Linked DNA regions of Gossypium hirsutum: region 1 is linked to region 2. The links are chromatin contacts, called in public Hi-C maps. All regions are on one chromosome and are shown on one strand. Each heading gives the region's core, a stretch centred on a gene start, on an enhancer-like site or on the middle of the called end of the contact. The rest is flanking DNA. Distances are from core to core; before and after follow the strand shown.

Evidence for each region. A called contact is a pair of places that touch in the nucleus more often than the background predicts.
Region 1: a Hi-C map of leaf shows a contact between it and region 2, with 4 times the contacts expected there. The contact joins the promoter of LOC107938165 here to the promoter of LOC107938163 in region 2. A contact is called at or near these places in 16 of 34 Hi-C or Micro-C datasets (anther, callus, fibers and 4 more).

Annotation. Positions count from the first base shown.
Region 1 is chrA08:101,964,841-101,969,167 of Gossypium_hirsutum_v2.1, reverse strand. It overlaps LOC107938165 (cytochrome c oxidase assembly protein COX11, mitochondrial), which reads right to left and starts at 2,853. Exons shown (of 6, transcript XR_005899676.1): 1 at 2,705-2,853; 2 at 2,303-2,421; 3 at 1,880-1,932; 4 at 881-1,137.
Region 2 is chrA08:101,789,223-101,793,226 of Gossypium_hirsutum_v2.1, reverse strand. It overlaps LOC107938163 (protein TSS), which reads left to right and starts at 2,499. Exons shown (of 27, transcript XM_041074598.1): 1 at 2,499-2,736; 2 at 2,965-3,108; 3 at 3,218-3,279; 4 at 3,858-3,950. The coding sequence starts at 3,048.

The DNA of each region.
Region 1 (4,327 bases), core at 1,604-4,103, 180 kb before region 2:
TTTGTAGAAAAGGATAATCAAACTATGTAAAATAAAAAATAAAAAAATTAGAGGATAAAGAAAGCCAAGTATTGATACAAACATATGAAAACAACTGTGTGGTTCGAAAGTGAGCTTTAACCTGCCTCACGGGCCCACCTTCAGGATTAGAATTCTATCTTAGCTATTGGATATTTTAGGCTTATCTTACATAAATATTATTTCCTTTTTTGCTTGCAAAAGGAAAATTAAAACAAGAGTTGATTGCAATAATTTTATCTCAAACTTGAAGATACCCTTATCAAGAAATATTCCGATTAAATTAACAGTTGTAATACAGACTCTTCCTGGCTAAGACCATTAGAAAAACAATATTGCAGATTCTCCTATTGTGACACCTAGAAGCCCCAATGGCAAACTATAAATATAAAGTAATGATACCGGAAACCTTCAAACATGCTTTATAAGAGGTTACGCATAGACTCATGCGGGTTCCACTAAAAAATTCTAGAAATAAATTTAGACATGGAGTGAGAAAGAGAAAAGGAAGTGTATGTCATGGAATCTATGACATGCACAAGAGGATAAATGAGTAGCAGAGCTCAGCAGACAATTTTCTCAATCCAAACTAGAAATGTAGTAACAAGAATATGACAAAGAATAAATTATTTGAACAATAATATTGAAAGGAAGACTACTAAATCATGTACATAATTCAAGCCTAAACAACACAAGTCAAACCTAAGCTAGCAAGAAATGGTTAAAAAGCCTAACGGCTCACACAACCAAATAACATTTGAGAGGTTGACAAAGATCTAAACAAACACCAATAACTTAACTTTAGAAATAACAAATTTCAAAGATCCAAATTTCATAATGGAGCATGAGTAAGTATCAGTACCTTCATTGGGGTGACGTTATAAGTAGAGACACCAGTTATGTTTTGAACTTCAGTTTTCAGCAATATAAAAAGCAAGAGCACTTCTCCAGGCTTGACTCCCACCTAGCAGAAAAATAAAAAAAAAGAAAATAATTGATAAAAGAAGCACTTTACAGTGCCCCAAAACAGCAGAGAAGTTAAGAACCTCTCTTTGAGTTGGAACAAATTTCCAGGGCATTCCATCCGCCACATCAGCATTGAATTACACTACTATCTCCCTAAAAGGATAAGAGAAAATTTCTCAAACAAAGGCATAGAAGTACAAGAAAGATCATATCGTGATGCAAGTCTAACAGCTTCATAATAGCATCTTTAGAAATGCATGAATTGAATTGAACAAACTGGCTGATGTGAAATGATGAATGATACTAAAATTTACCACCTCATTCCTATTTGTTACCCTTTTGTAAAAAAGTCGCATCTATATATAAATAAAGAGTATAATCGGAAGGGAGTGATACCCTGCAATCTGTCTTATGACACCTTTTATGGTTTTACCTCATAAAACATCCCATTCCCTTCTTGATTTATTTCAGAAATAACATACTAAGACCATTATTGGTTTAAGTTATTTCCCCATCATACTCAAATGTTTCTTGCAACAAACAAGTTTCAACGTTTTCCCATCATTTTTTTAATAAGAAGAATGGTAACCGGTTTCTCATTGAGGGAATGACTTCATGCTCTAAAACACTTTAAAAACAATAATAATAATAAATAATCATGATTACAACTAACCAAAGAAACATATATATATCTAAGCAGAAAATGTCAAAAAGTAGAACTGAGAATGTTACAAGCAGAAGCAAACCACAGAACCAGGTTTAACACATAAAACAGTACAAAAACTAAGCATTGAAATAGAATCACAATAAAATTAACAGAAAAGGACATTACGATGATAATCATGAAAAATATAGATGAAGATAAGCTTTTACATCCAAAGCCTAGAAAGCACACCTTGTTACTACTGTCCCATCTTTTTCATGCCGAGCAATCTTTTCTTCAACACTCTAAAGAAAACAAGTATATGTTCTGGTTGAAAACCAATAGAAAAAAGAAAAGAAGAAAAGCCTGAAAATAGTAAAAGGATAGGATAAAAAATAGCACAAATGCCAATAACTTTTCCACAGCATATATATATAGCAGACTAAAGGCAAACAACAGTCTACCAGTTCCAAATTCAAAGGAGCAAAGCAGTGTTTCACATAAAAGAAACATATGATATGGTACCCACTATCAAACTAATCAAAAGCATCGACTAATTTACTCAAAAAGGACCAAATTTTGAGCATGAACGAGTCGAATAAAAGTAACCCATATCAGAACTAAGGACATAAAGCTTGAAATAAAATGATGAAATTAATAAAGAGAGCTTTATACCTTGGAAAGGGTATTAGCCAAAACTGAAGATGGAATCCCAAATTAGTATTTGTAGCGTCTTCTCCTCGGTTTCAGCCTTGGGGCTTCTGGGAAAGTTGGAAGCTTGAAAACGTGGGTAGCTGAAAGAAAGGAACCGTTTTAGCCTTCACAGGAAGCTAGACGAGAGCAAAGGGAAAAATAAAACTAAACAATAGGGTTTGTCAAAGGGTTGGTCAGGATATAAGCATGAAAAAGAGAGAGATGGTTGGAAGGAAATGGGAAGAAGAATGAAAAAAAGAAGATGATTCAGACGTGACAATGAAAAAGAGGAGAAGGTTGGAAGGAAATGGGAAGAATGAAAAAAAAGAAGTTGCTTCAGACGTGAGAACGAAAAAGAGGGAGAAGGGTAAAGTTGAAACTCACACACGCTGAATGGGTGTTCCGTGGATAGAGTGCCGAATGGTAAACGACAGTTTTGCCTTGAATCAGACTGTATAGAATAGGGCTGTAATAGCCTATTACAACAAACCAAACAATGGAATAGGGATGGGCCACTGAGTTCACCTATAATGGTGTAGCATTAGAGGCAACCAAACATGCTGTTACAGTTAAATGAAGTAAAACAAAAGGAAAACAACAATAAAAAAGTAAGGTTTTTTTTTTTTGGAAAATTAGGCTTGGCTTAGACAGAAAACCTTACTTAAGGTTCGACCCATTTTCTAAACGGATTTTTTTTGTTCAAATTCATTTTTCGAAACTATATTTTTAATTAAACACTTTCGCTTTTTAAACTGATCTTCAACCTGAACCATAAATAAGTATACCTTAAATTTTCCATTTTCAATAATTTCACTTTTCACGACCATTTTTCAAGTTTTAATAGTTTAATCTTTGTTTTTTTTTGTCCTCTATTACAAAGGATTGTAAAATTAATTTTTATGTGGTTAAAAACTAGTAGTAACAGTAAATTAGTTACTATAATGGTAAATATTATTTTTAATAAATAAAAATTATCAACAATGATAGTATTTTTTGGAACAATTTTTTTCTTTATTTTTCTAGTTCACTTGTACTAATTATATAAATAAATATTTTTCTATTACTTTATCATATGAAAACAAATTTATGCAATCATTTATTTGGTAATCTGCAAAATAAATAACAAAATGAAATAATGAAAAAGGTGATTTAAAGGAACAAGTGAATGCCATTAGCTTTCGAAGGAGGAAGGAATAACCAAAATGTAAAAAGCGTAGGGGGAAATAGAAGGTTGAGATGGAAATGGAAAATCACAATGGAGGGGTAAAGGTCAATGAGAAAGATTGAGAGACTCTGGAGTTTGTTTCAAAACAACTCTTCAATCCAGTTTAAGGTGCTAACCACATCGCATTGGAGCCAACTGGTCATCTAAAGCCGGTCTAAAAGTTTTGTTGACGTAGCTTAAAAAGAGAAGAATGTGTTCACATGGTGGAACAAAGAATCTCTGAGCGGGTTAATGGATATTTATTTGGAGTTTTTGAAGGCAATTTTTGATGGGGAAGAAGGCAATAGCATTAGGTTGTTTACAGAGGCCAACCAATAAATTTTTTTAGGGGCTAAATAAAATTATAAAATTTAAAGTTGAAAGTTAAAAATATTTAAATTAAATGCTTTATTTTTTAGAGTTTATCAAAATTTAAAGTTTTTTTTATTTAACTAAAGGCTTAAAAGCCTTAAATTTAATATTTTCCTTATTCGGCGGCTTTATACTTCAATTCTAGGCTATTTTATCCATTTAATTCAAAAAAATTAATATTTACAAAAATAACTCTGGTTCAAAAGTATTCGCTAAAATTACATTAAATAAACAGTAAGTTTGGGTTTTGAGAATCCAATGGTCGGCACCACCTTATGTTTTTGTCCGTCATTACCTGATGATTGTGTCAGGCTTTAAAAAAATAATTTTTCTGAGCTTGGGACATGAATGGCCGGTACCAGGGTATTTTTTTTTAAATCGTATCATACTAGTATACAAAAATACCAGTATCTGAAAAAAAATTGGGTACT
Region 2 (4,004 bases), core at 1,250-3,749:
CAGTATTAAAATATTCCAAGTATGTAGCACTATCTCTGTTACATGGTACAATAATCCCCCATTTTTGTATTTACTTCCTTTTAACTCTATATCGTCAAATGCAAGAAGTGTGATAAAGTAATTTGGTCGGTAAGGAATTTATAAAAAAATAAGGAAAATGATTTCGATTTGAATATGAAAAAAAATCAATTCAAAATAAATATTTTTTATATGATCTTATGTTTATTTAATGATATAAAAAATATTTTTTATTAATTATTTATCTCAATAATATCATTTTCAAATTTTTACTCTAAATTCTCTCTAAAAACATTTTATTTTAAAAATCTGTAAAATATAATTTTTTTCAAAAATTTAAAAGTTTTCTTCCTTATGTGGAATATTTTCTTTCTACTCATAGTAAATATATTGGTAGAGGGGGCTGTGGACCCGAACGCAGCACGGATCCTCTTGCTCTCTGTGCCCTGCAATGCAAACTGTCAATGAGGTGGGCAGGTACGGCCTAATATTACAGTACTTTTCAGTTTTTATTATTTTCCCAAAGAATAAAAACATATTACAATTATAACAACTTATTGAATCAAGTAGCGTCTATCAGGTTTTTTTACTAAATTAGGACAATTTTTTTTTTAAATAATACAAATGAAAAATTATGTATCAAAATGGTACATTTGGAGTGGTGCTGTCATAGACCTATAAAATATATTTACTTTAAAAAATGTACCATTTTAAATAAAATTTTTTTATTTTAATACAAAAATGTACCATTTTAGTACATAATTTTTTATTTATATTATTTTAAAATTTTTTTTATTTTTTTATCCTAGTTTAATAAAAAACCCAGCGTCTTCAAAAGAAAAAAAAACTTATGATAATATATAAATAAAATTTTGAGTCAAATATTTTAGATATAAAAAATATAATGTTGAGAGAATTTGTCTTTATTTAAACATTAGGAGTTCTAAAATTAAGGCTTGCATTTTCAATAAAATAAAAATTAAAGTTTGCATTTAATGGATATTATTAATGAACTGTGTTGAAATACAACCCTATTAATTTATAAATAATTATAAGATTTATCATATGTATATGTGCATGAAAATAACGATTTAAAATATAAATTTATTTTTAAAGATAAATACAATAAATAATGAAATATATTATTTGAGATTGATTAATAAAAATAACACATGAAATGTATATAATCTTAAAATAAAAAATTATATTAAATGAATAAAATGAAAATTAAACATGTAAATATATCATATTAAAAATACTAAATGCATTAAAATTATTTATAATGATATTGTCAACAATCTTGCATTAGTGTCAAGTTGGCTTACGACAACAATTTAACCAACAACATTATTCATATGTATAAATATATAAAAATTTAAAACATAGACATAACTTATAAAAATTTTAAATAAAAATTAAAAATTGATTTAGTTTAAATGACAAATGAAAAAAACGATATGAATAATGTATTTAGCTCAAATCTCATCATGTATAAATTTTTATTAATTTATAAAAATATAAAAGAAATAAAAACACTAACATAATCACAACAAAAGGAACAATATAGATTTTAAAATTTATTAAAAATAAATATAATTATTATATTTTTAACTAGTTAGCCTCATCATATATAATAACTTAATATGTAAATGACTACATGTAAATTTATTTTTTTATATTTTAAAGGGTTTTTCACTTAAATAATATAAAATAATAAAATAAATATTAAAATAGGATAAACATCCTATTATTTACCAGACTATGCAAAATGAGCATTATATCATCGATGTCGCCTAAACAATTAGTGGCACTCAATTTTCCTACCGTCAATGATTGCTTGAATCATTAAAATTTAAAAGATTATATACTTTTTTTAAGTGCTACCTGAGCAATTCGCGGCACCAGTATTTCAGGCGAAAAAAATACACCGTTTTAAATTATATTTTTCTAGGTATAAAAAATTAAATATTTAAAATTTTAATGATTCAAGCAATCAGGGGCGAAGCCAGGAGCTGGTATGGGCCCCGTCACCCTAAAATGTAAAATTAATTTTTACTCTTAAATTTTTTTAAAAATTTTAAATTAATAAATATAAAATTACACTTTGACCCTCTAAAATTATAAATATTCAATTTAATTCTTTACAAATTATAAAGATATAAACTATAACAAATTAAAATTTTACCAAATCCCGTAAAAAATTTTTTTGACTTCGTCCTTGTAAGCATTGATGATAGGGAAGATGAGGGTTGCTGGAGCAATTGGTGGGATGATATATACTGTTTATTTGGCCTAGTTTGATAATTAATAAGGTGTTTATCCTATTTCAGTATTAATTTTATTATTTTTTATTATTTCATTAAAAAATTCTATTTTAAAATATACTGCTACTAATAATAATTAATTTTTTTTTAAAAATTCCCAGAAAGTGATTATCAGTGTATAAGCCCAGAAACTGCCATAAAATGGGATATACTCATCTGACTGTTAAATCTCCGCCCTTCCTTCCTTATCATACCTCAAAACCCTCTCTTATATCATCTCTTTCTATTGCCCCCACCGCGGATGAGAGCTTCAACGGTTATGCCCTCTTCGTTATCCCATAGCTGAAATACCTTCCTTTTTTCCAGCTTTTTATTAAAAAAAACTATTCTATCTCTGTTCTTCAACCTTCAAGTCTCGGAAAAATCATCTGTTTTTTGCTGCTGCTGCTGCTTGGTAACCATTGAAATCTTAACTAGTTCCAAAGTTCATATACGTCGGGAAAAAAATTCTGCATAGAAAGCTAGTTTCGATTGGTTTCTGCCATTTATATGTTATATTGGAATTAAAATAAGAATTGGGTTATACTCCAAAACCTGCTTTTTACAAATATGTTTTATCGTTTGATTAATTTTTTGTTTATGAAGATGACGATACGTAACAGGATTCATTTTCTTGGTACAGGCGTGCAGCTATAAATATCTTATCTAAAAGAGCTTAAAGTTAGAAATTCCCAGTTCCCATCCCCATCTACCCCAAGGTTGAAAATGGCTCCAAGGAACAGCCGAGGAAAGGCCAAAGGAGAGAATAAGAAGAAGGAAGAGAAGGGTATTACTCTATTAGTATTTCTTAATCGTATTTGATAAATTACTCAAATTTAACCGCGGCGCCCCGCCCCGCCCTGCCCGGCGCGGGCCTTTTTTCATTTTGTTTGCAGTTCTGCCGGTGGTGATGGACATCACCGTACACCTCCCCGATGAAACTCATGTTATTCTCAAGGTTGGTCCCTGTGTTTTTAATATTTTCATTTTCATGTTCTTGAGCCTCCCTTAGCGATTTTGTTTATCATCGTGGCACCATGTGCGTGTATGTGTGCGCGTTTTCTTTTAAATTTTAAGAGGCCTCTTTTCGTTTTTCATGCTTTTGGAGCTGGATTTCGCTACACAATCGTCTTTTCGTCAGCAACCATTTTATTAATAATTCTTTGGGTCCCAATTCTCAGAAATTAAATATCTCAACCAATTATGGAAATGGAAAGCAGTTAAGCTTTAAATTTTTATTTTTTATTTTGAGTTGAGCTTCTTTAAATGAAGTTTGGAATTTGGAAGAATTTATCTTCTATTTAAAAAAATAGAATTCGTTTTAATTTTAAATTTAATTGCGACTTAGTATATTCCAAGAATAGATAATATTTATCTTTTCGACCTTTGAAATGGAGTTGGTTGCTAATATGTTGAATATATAAATATGTGCAGGATATAACAATACGCTACAATTTTTTTTAGAATTATCATTATTATTTAATTTTCTTTTTACAAATGGGGTAAATTTTATAATTTGCAAATAAAAATGGGCAGGGGATATCGACAGACAGGATACTAGATGTACGTCGTCTTTTATCGGTGAATACGGAGGCCTGCAACATCACAAACTTTTCCTTATCCCATGAGGTAAGGTCGTGAGGGTACATGCATTTCTAGTACAAATAATTTTTGGTAAACTAA